Regions from separate parts of the Mus musculus genome. Here all the other regions are linked to region 1. Evidence: chromatin contacts called from public Hi-C and promoter capture Hi-C data. All regions are on one chromosome and are shown on one strand. The core of a region is the stretch at or near the end of the contact, and the rest is flanking DNA. Distances in the headings are between cores, read along the strand shown. Region 1 holds the start of Nfatc3 (nuclear factor of activated T cells, cytoplasmic, calcineurin dependent 3). Region 2 holds the start of Sf3b3 (splicing factor 3b, subunit 3). Region 3 holds the start of St3gal2 (ST3 beta-galactoside alpha-2,3-sialyltransferase 2).

Region 1 (2,715 bases), core at 86-2,585:
GGTGTTCAATGTCCTCAGAGCTCCTATCACAGCTCTAATCTCTTTGCACAGTAATTATATATTTGCTATTCCTCTCTCTCTCAACCCTGATGGGAGACTATCTCTGTATCTCTGTGTCCCTCATAAGTACTGGTAAAGCCCTGAGCAGGAATAAACCAGTCCAAGATGAATGGCTCACGAGCTCAGAACATTCCTTGCTCTTCTGACCCTAGGCTTAGCCGGGGTCCCCCTGAGGCTCACTTAGTAGCCCAGGAATCACTGAGATGCAGAGATCTTTGCAAGGAGCTTGTGCTTGCTCCATTCTCCCAGGGGCTTTTGTGAGTAGTATCAGACTTGCTGTCGTGGAGGAGGTGGTCACTGGCTTCTCCCAACTCCTTCTCTTAATCATGCGCTAAGTAAACAAGACTGAGTCCCCAGACTCCAAGGGATGGTGTCTTGGGCCATCTCATGTCTCACCGGGGAAGGCAGACTCTTTGAGGTGAAACCAAGATTGAAAGCCGGTTCTTTTTGACAGCGTCACTTCCTATATGTGGGCTTTCCTTGCTCGGGTGTCACAATGCCTTAGTCTCACGGTTATGTACTAAGATGCAGAGGCCAAGAAGGGTACTTTTCTCTGTGTCTGCTCAACTTCCGTCAAGGACCAGACCTGGTCCCTCTGATTTAGGTGAGGCCTAGCTAGAATGCATGGCATCCTCTCCGGGCCGGCTTGAGGGGACAAAGGCACAGCCACTGAGACGGGGCCCCACCCCAGAAGGGTGGCTCTGAATCGACTCCAGACTTGTCTCGCAAGGTTTTCTTCGGCTCCACCCTAACCTACCCAAAAGTTCGAACCAATCCCTGGCCCTCTCCAAGTTACGCCATCGAAGTTGGTATGGAGGGATGCGGGGGATGAGTGGTAACTTTTGAGGTGGTCTAACGAACGTATCCACTCTAAACTCAGCTATAAGTGAAAAGTACCTCTGTGGGGCCAAATATCCGGACACCTATAACCCTGGCGCTCTGCTACCCACTTCCTCGACATGAGCTCCGCCCGATGAGGGGGAAAAAGATAGTCTCCAATTGGCCTACGTGGGTTCCCAATCTAATTAGACAGCGCTATTGGCCCTACCCTGGTCTTGGTTTAGAAACTGCGGAAGAAAGAGAGTTTTAACTACAACTTCCGAGAGGGAGCAGGGCTCTGGCGCTTCTTGCTCACGTGACTTCCTCCTCGCAGAGGACTCACGCGATAGGTCGGTGAGGAGGCGGGGCCCGTGGCTGTCAGCGGGGCCAGCGGCCTATGGGCTGCCCCGTCGGGCGGGAGCGCGGCGAGGGGCGGGGCTGGGCGCGCTGCAGGGCGCGGGAGCGCGCCGGCGGCGGTGGCGGCAGTGGCGGCGACTGTGGGGGTGGGGGGCGGGGAGCCTTGGTTGAGGCGACCGTGGCTTTTCTGCACCCTCGACCGGCGGCGGTGACGGCTCCCGGTGCGGCGGGGCGCTCGGCCAGCTTTCTAGGTCGGAACGGAACGCTCGGCCTCGCGGGCCCCGCCCGGAAAGTTTGCAGTGGAGCCGCGACCTCCTGGCCGGCGCGGCCCAGCATGAAGCGGCGCTGAGGAGCCGCCGCGGCCGCCTGAGGAGGAGGCGCTGCACCCCGGGCCACGCCGATGACTACTGCAAACTGTGGCGCCCACGACGAGCTCGACTTCAAACTCGTCTTCGGCGAGGACGGGGCACCAGCGCCGGTGTCCCAGGTCTCGCGGCCTGCAGGTGGGTGCCGGGCCGGCCGGGACTGTGGAGCGTGCCCTCGCCGCGCTCCCGCCAGCTCGCCTTCCCCTCGGTCCCCCTGGTGCGTGCGGGTGGCGAGGAAAGCCCGATTTAATTTGAGGAGGAGAAGGAGGCGTGTGGTTCGGGGCGACGTGGAAGTGTCTTGGCTGCGAGCGAACTAGTAGGGAACTCGACTCCGAGAGGCCAGTGGCCGGCGGACGCCCGGGCTTTGGAGGCAGAGGTTGTTGGGGCCAAAGCCCCAAGAGGTTTCTGGTTGTCGTAGCTGTGCCAGCGTGGTGCAGAGGAAATGTCTCCGAGAAGTGTAAGCGCACTTCGCTGTCTTTAGGCTAGTTGTAAAATTCTTTATTTGAAAGATGCGTGTTTTCAAATTCCACTTTAAAAAAAAATCTACTTTGCTAGAAGAGCGAGTTCGAGTTAGTGTCCACTTGTGTAAATTTATATTCCATCCACGCTTAGTTTCAAGTATACTATAACGGACCTTTCTGAAAACTGGGTTGTTTTGCTTGGGCAAAGTGTTTCTGGAGATTAAAAAACAAAAACAAAAAAACAAGATACGTTGCCTTTTAAAATTACAGTTCTCCTAGAATGTTCTAGAAGGCATTTTTTAATAATTTTAAAAAAAAAAGCTCTTCTCAGAAGATGTTTTAAAAGATAAGTTGGGAAAGCTGGACACCATAATGCTTGCGGGTCAAACCAGTCAGTAAATAGAAACAGGATGATGACTGGGGACTTAACTCTCTCCTGTGACCTGGTTTGGAATAGTGTGGTTCGTTAAGTTCAGCTTCCCTATTACATATGCAAGAGAACTTAGAAAAAGAAGATGGATAAGAGTATTCATGTTTATTCTTTCCAGTATTAAGTGAATTATTTAAATTTTTTCATAGTATTGTGAGGGCTAATACATTGTTTTCTCAGCGTTGCATTGAATCTCTAGGTGGTACAATACCTTTTAGTTCCT
Region 2 (2,700 bases), core at 103-2,602, 4.8 Mb after region 1:
GTTATAAATCTTACCAAACTTACATCTTTCCATATGCTTATATATGTGCATGTTCAAGAACATATATTTATTGCATATTTTATGTGCTGTCTTTAACCAAAGGATGAATTTTTTTGAGAAACCAACAAGACAGCTTTCTGCTACAGATACCGAGAATCTTACTCAATGCCTACACTATAATTCAGTTAGCGAAACTGTTAACGCTACATATAAGCAAATGAAGTTATACCTCTAAGATTTAGTCCTAAAATACCTAATAAACTAATATCTCTAAGGCTTATCCCTAAAGGTTGAACTGGCACTGGCAGCTTGAGGGTAGAGGACCTCACAATTTACAAGGCTGTCACGGATGAGTTCCGGCTGCACCATAAGCAGCGAACGTGATGTTATGACTTTGGACATTTGCTTTAACAGGGGGGAAGATGGTACCTTGCCTCGTAAGGCTCTGTATGCAGAATTTCGTGTTTGAGGCTACGAGAAGGAAACCTATGGCCTTGGGCAAGTGCTCTCTACCATTAGGTTTGGAGGATTAAAATGAGCACCTACTCACTCAACACCAAAACAAACGGATCTCCTGGCTTACTGAAGAGGTGCTTCCTGGAGGAATATCCGGTATCAGGTAACCGTAACAGCCAAACCGTGGAAAGCTTCCTCCCCCGCCTCTGCCTATAATCTCCGGTTCCACCATCACCTCCTTTTTATCTTGCACAGTCTTCAAATGGGTACTATTAGCCTTCGGGTTTTTTTTTTCTTTCTTTTACAGTAAACAGAGGTTCAGAGGAGAAACAACATTTTGCCTAACTACCAAATGCACAAGTTCAAACCAGATCCCCGGCTCCCGGGCGGTTTCTGATAGTTGCACATTTTGAACAAACAGAATTTTTACCCCTTGCTGATTGAATAGTCTTTCAATCTCGAGTCTTCCTATGCAGCCTCGGTGGGACTCCCACTTCCTCAACCTCCCCCGCGTGGTGGAAATACACGAGTGTGCCACCACGTTAAACTCGCAAGCCTTAAAGGACTCGTTCCCACTCTGAAGACACAAGTGGGCGAAGAGTCCACGAGGCCATTTGCCCACGGCAAGCATTTCCCTAACCTCACGCCTACCGAACCTCTCGGGCCTAAAACTGCCCCTGCGGCTCCGGCCGAGGTGCCGGGCAGCTCTCTCCTATGAGCGCTCTCCACTTCCTCCGCGACAGAGAAGCTGGGAGGCCACTTCTTTACCCTGCTGCAAGAAGGATGGCTTCGGTACCCGACGGATGCTGAATCGCTTCAAGGCCTAAGCCACCGCCACTGCCGATCCGCCGGCGTCCGCCATTAGCCTTCAAGACGGGCCTTCGGGTGCCGCGCGACGGGAAAAAGGTATCTAGCCCCCGCCTGATAAATAGATGTAAATTTGGGATGTTTTCATCTTGCACCTGAAGACTAATGAGTTATCTAAAATTTATACGTTACGGTAAGTTTTCTGTAAAATAGAAGGTTAGTTTTAAAAATAGACTTCCAATGGTTTTGATCGGGCATATCTGTGGGCAGCCCCAAAGGTCACCGCGCCAACGCAGAGGGGACCTCGCAAGCCCGGAAGCGCCCACCGGGAGCCAAGATGGCGGAGGTGGAGTCTCCGCTGAAATTGTCAGGAGCTCCTCCGCCACCGGAGGGGGTGGGAGGAGGACACTGCTCCGAAATCTCCACCGAGCTCATTCGCTCTCTGACAGAGCTGCAGGAGCTGGAAGCTGTGTACGAACGACTCTGTGGCGAGGAGGTGGGGAGCTGAACCTCCTTTTTCCTGGAGGATCCGGTGGCAGAGGGCATCACGGGTGTCGATCGCTTTACCAGGGAAAACGAGAAAGCAGCTTCCCAAGAGGCTTTAATGTAGTTGGGCATTTGGGTACACCTGTCAGTTCTACTCAAGCTTATTTGACCTGTTACCTGGACTACTTCCTTGGTCTGCCTCCGTATTGATTTCCCTGACGAGTAAAACTGGAAGTGGTGTGTGTGTGTGCGCGTACATGTATGTATTACATGCACACATACATATGTGTATACCGAATTGGCTTGACTTCAGAATAAGAATTGCTTTGGCTTGGGAAGTGAAAAGTTACGAAAGTTTCTTCTCGACTCATTTAAAGGAGAAGTTCCTTTCTATTTAGCTTGAAGGTCTAAGACTTTTTCTCTTGGAAGAAATGATTATGTGTGTATTTTTAGCATTTCAGTTAAGTGTAGGCATTTGGATGTTTTCTTATTTTGAGACGGCCTCGGTGTTGCCCATATTGTCTTCAAATTGGCTACCTTCCTAGAGCAACCTCTCAAGCTACTGGCATTATAGGCGAGCTCACAACTCCCTAGAAGTTTGAAATCTCCCTGTTAGGACTTTGAAGTTTTAAGACTAAGGCGCAGCTGTCTGGTCTCGGACAAGTGATTTCATCTCTTGTACCTCGGATGTGTGGTCAATCAAGTAACAGGTGTGGAAAGGATTCGGCTTCCTTTCTATTAATAGCATGCTATATCTCTTTATATACGTTTGTTTCTTTTCCATGGCAGTCTGGTGCTGTCAGTTCGTGGATGGATTCCTTGCAAGTCAGAAGATGTAACCTCTCACCTAAAAACCTTGGCAGCTGTTTTTCCCAGGGAACTTTTTTTTTTTTTCTTTTTAGATAGGCTCTAACTATCTAGCCCTACCTGGCCTGCAACTCACTATGTAGA
Region 3 (2,700 bases), core at 3-2,502, 4.9 Mb after region 1:
TTTAATGCTGGAAGTCAAACCATAAACTTAACTTCTGCTTTCCTCCTGATTGGTGGTTGTTAGAAAGTGAAGTGCCAGGGGGCGGGCTTGTAACCTGGGGGGTGCAGATTTGTTGGGGAGTAACCTGGAAACCGGTGCTAGGTACTGGTCTGTTAGTTTACTCGAGTTCAATCTTAGGTCAGGCTTTCTGTGATGGAGTCTGAACCCAAAAGATTCATTGCAGGGTGTGATGGCTCAGTGTCCATAATAACAACCCTCAGGAGGCTAAGGCAAGAGAATCCATCATGGATTCCAGGCGGGCCTGCCTGGCTTACAAAGGGAATTTACGACTACCTTGGGTTACATAATAAGAGAAAGAACGAACACACTTAAAATTCTAGGGTCCCAGAACTAATGAACCAGAAGTCGTTTGAGTATCATTGGTCAGTCAGAGACATTTGGAGACTGAATGTGTCATCAATTAGGAACTTCCTAATGGTTTTGGAGCTTGGTTTGAAAGTTGAGGAAAGGATTGCCTAACACTGATGTGGATAAATATTTAAAATGTGTGCATGTTACCCTAGAGAATAGGCATCTAAGAGTCAGAAGTCTGAAGTCAAGAGATGCCCTAATGGATAAAGGCTGTAGGGTGCCTACAAGCAAGACAGTTTGCAATGTGAGGTGCCCAGTCACATAGTGGCAAACCCTATTTCCACATCGCTGCTGGTGCCCCTCTTTTCAACAGCCTGGACCTAGTGCCCTCACTGCAGTTGCAGCTTGCTGGGCCAGGGCATGAACCCAGCTGGCTCAGGTCGTGGCTCTTGGCAAGAGCAAGTACAAACAGTTCCCTTGAGCTGGGCTTGGCCGCAGTTGATCACAGTCCTGTGTGAGAGGCATCCTCAGCTTACTCGCATCCTTTGATGAACCAGGTACCAAAGCCCGGCTGGGGTACCGCAGACTGCACCTCCCAGGCTTCAGCAGCCCAGAGTCGCGTGGCTGTGAAACTGAAGAATACGCCCCTTAGTGCTGTGCCTTAACCCTCTAAATCCGGACAGAACTACAAAGACCATGAGCCCAGATATGGGAGTGCATTGCTTTCTGGGAGCAATAGTCCTATATGCAGAGCGATGCTGGCGGGTCCTGCCAGGCTGGACTACATATCCCAGCATGCCTGAGCGAGTGGTGGTGGGGGAACAGGAGGGAGGGGAGAGCCCCGGAGGATGTGAATGGGGAGGGGGCACCCGCCCCCTTCCCCCACCCTTCCCTTTAGCTTGGGTAGGGGTGGGGGGAGGGGCCGGGCTGAGCTGCAGCCGCGGCGCTCCGGGAGGGCAGGGCCAGGCAAGGGCGGGACTGGCCCGAGGCTGGCGGACTGGAGAGCGGTGAAGCTAACGGGTCCAGGCGCGGGAGGCGGCGGCGGCGGCGGCGGCGGCGGCAGCGGCGGCAGCTCTCTGCACGGGCGGAGGCGGCGGCAGGAGCGGCAAGCATGGCCCGCGCGGCGCCCAGCGCAGACTGAGGTGCGCGGGCGGGATGAGAGAGGGCGGGATGCGGGGCTCCCCGGGCCCCGTGCTGCCCCTACCGTCTTCTGTGCGGGCAGCGGGCTTGGCCCAGAGGCCCAGATCCAGCGGGTCCAGCCCAGCAACTTCCCTCGGGTCTGGGCGCCGTGTGGGCGGGGGTCCGATTGCCTTGGCCTCGATCGGGATCCCCGTCTTCTGCTTCTGCATATCTAACCACTCCCAGTCTTTCAGGCACTCCTGTAACACTCCTTGCTGGCAGCCCCCAGCCTCAGCCTTTGGAGTTCTCTGTCCTCGTCCACACTTCCACACCCCAGGTGTTGGTACTTCCAGCCCTAGGGCGCTTGGGAACCTGCTCCATCCGGAATCCCCTGCCCCACTTCTCCTGGTCACAAGCTGTCTGCACCATCTTCACTTCTTTCCTCTACCCTTCGGCCTTTCCCCCACCTGGCACTGACCCCTAGCCACACTCTGTGGCCTAGTTCTCTCTAATAAGACCTGACAGCTTGATCCCCTTCCTACTTTGGAAAAACTGAGGCATGAACCCACCGGAAACTTGGTCATGGTGTGCCCGTCCTCTCTGGACGCTGGCCTGAGCACTGTCCCTTGTCCCTCTTGTTCCTTCCATCCTTTGCCATATAAGACACGTTACTTCCCTCCAGTCATGCCCCTGTGACTGAATCAAACTTCCCAGCCCCATATACAGCTCCAGTGTTCCCTGTTTAGTTCTTCCACTACTTCTGTTGTCCCTGCTTTGCACAGCCCTCCACCTGGAAAGGAGTCTCAGTCCTTTTGCTGCTCGTTCAAGTTAGCCTTTCTGCTTCTCTCTTGCCAACTGCATCCATCTCCTCCCATGTTGCCTCTTGTTTTTCATCTGTGTACTAAGAATAATTCAGGGACCCCTGGGACCCCTGGGAAGTAGTCAGTCATTCCTTGTCAGTAACCCATACTCCTGTCTACAAATGTCTAGAAACTGTTTGGCCATCCCGTCCTCATGCTTGGTGGGCTCAGAAGTGTGGGTTGGAAGGGACCGTTTACCTCTATGAAGATGGTGACATTGAAGGACTCTGGTCATCATTCTAAGCTAATCTGACTCCTGCTGCTAACTTTGGAGGAGGGTTGCCCCTTCTGGGGGATGGTGTGGGGGATGCCTGCCTGAGTGCTTTGTGGAAGAAGGTACGGTGCCTACAGGCGGTGATCTCTTGTTTAG

What was found. Promoter capture Hi-C pulls out the DNA fragments that hold promoters and counts their contacts. Hi-C and Micro-C count contacts between places; a contact is called where the count stands out from the background.
Region 2: a promoter capture Hi-C map of pre-B cells shows a contact between it and region 1, with 2.7 times the contacts expected there. The contact joins the promoter of Sf3b3 here to the promoter of Nfatc3 in region 1. A contact is called at or near these places in 2 of 39 promoter capture datasets (cranial neural crest and pre-B cells).
Region 3: a Hi-C map of B cells shows a contact between it and region 1, with 5 read pairs. The contact joins the promoter of St3gal2 here to the promoter of Nfatc3 in region 1.

The regions. Positions count from the first base shown.
Region 1 is chr8:106,058,255-106,060,969 of GRCm38.p6, forward strand. It overlaps Nfatc3 (nuclear factor of activated T cells, cytoplasmic, calcineurin dependent 3), which reads left to right and starts at 1,336. Exons shown (of 10, transcript NM_010901.3): 1 at 1,336-1,739. The coding sequence starts at 1,637.
Region 2 is chr8:110,845,451-110,848,150 of GRCm38.p6, forward strand. Sf3b3 (splicing factor 3b, subunit 3) reads right to left here and starts at 1,353. Exons shown (of 26, transcript NM_133953.2): 1 at 1,225-1,353. It overlaps Cog4 (component of oligomeric golgi complex 4), which reads left to right and starts at 1,574. Exons shown (of 19, transcript NM_133973.2): 1 at 1,574-1,759. The coding sequence starts at 1,601.
Region 3 is chr8:110,918,613-110,921,312 of GRCm38.p6, forward strand. St3gal2 (ST3 beta-galactoside alpha-2,3-sialyltransferase 2) reads left to right here and starts at 1,253. Exons shown (of 7, transcript NM_009179.3): 1 at 1,253-1,493.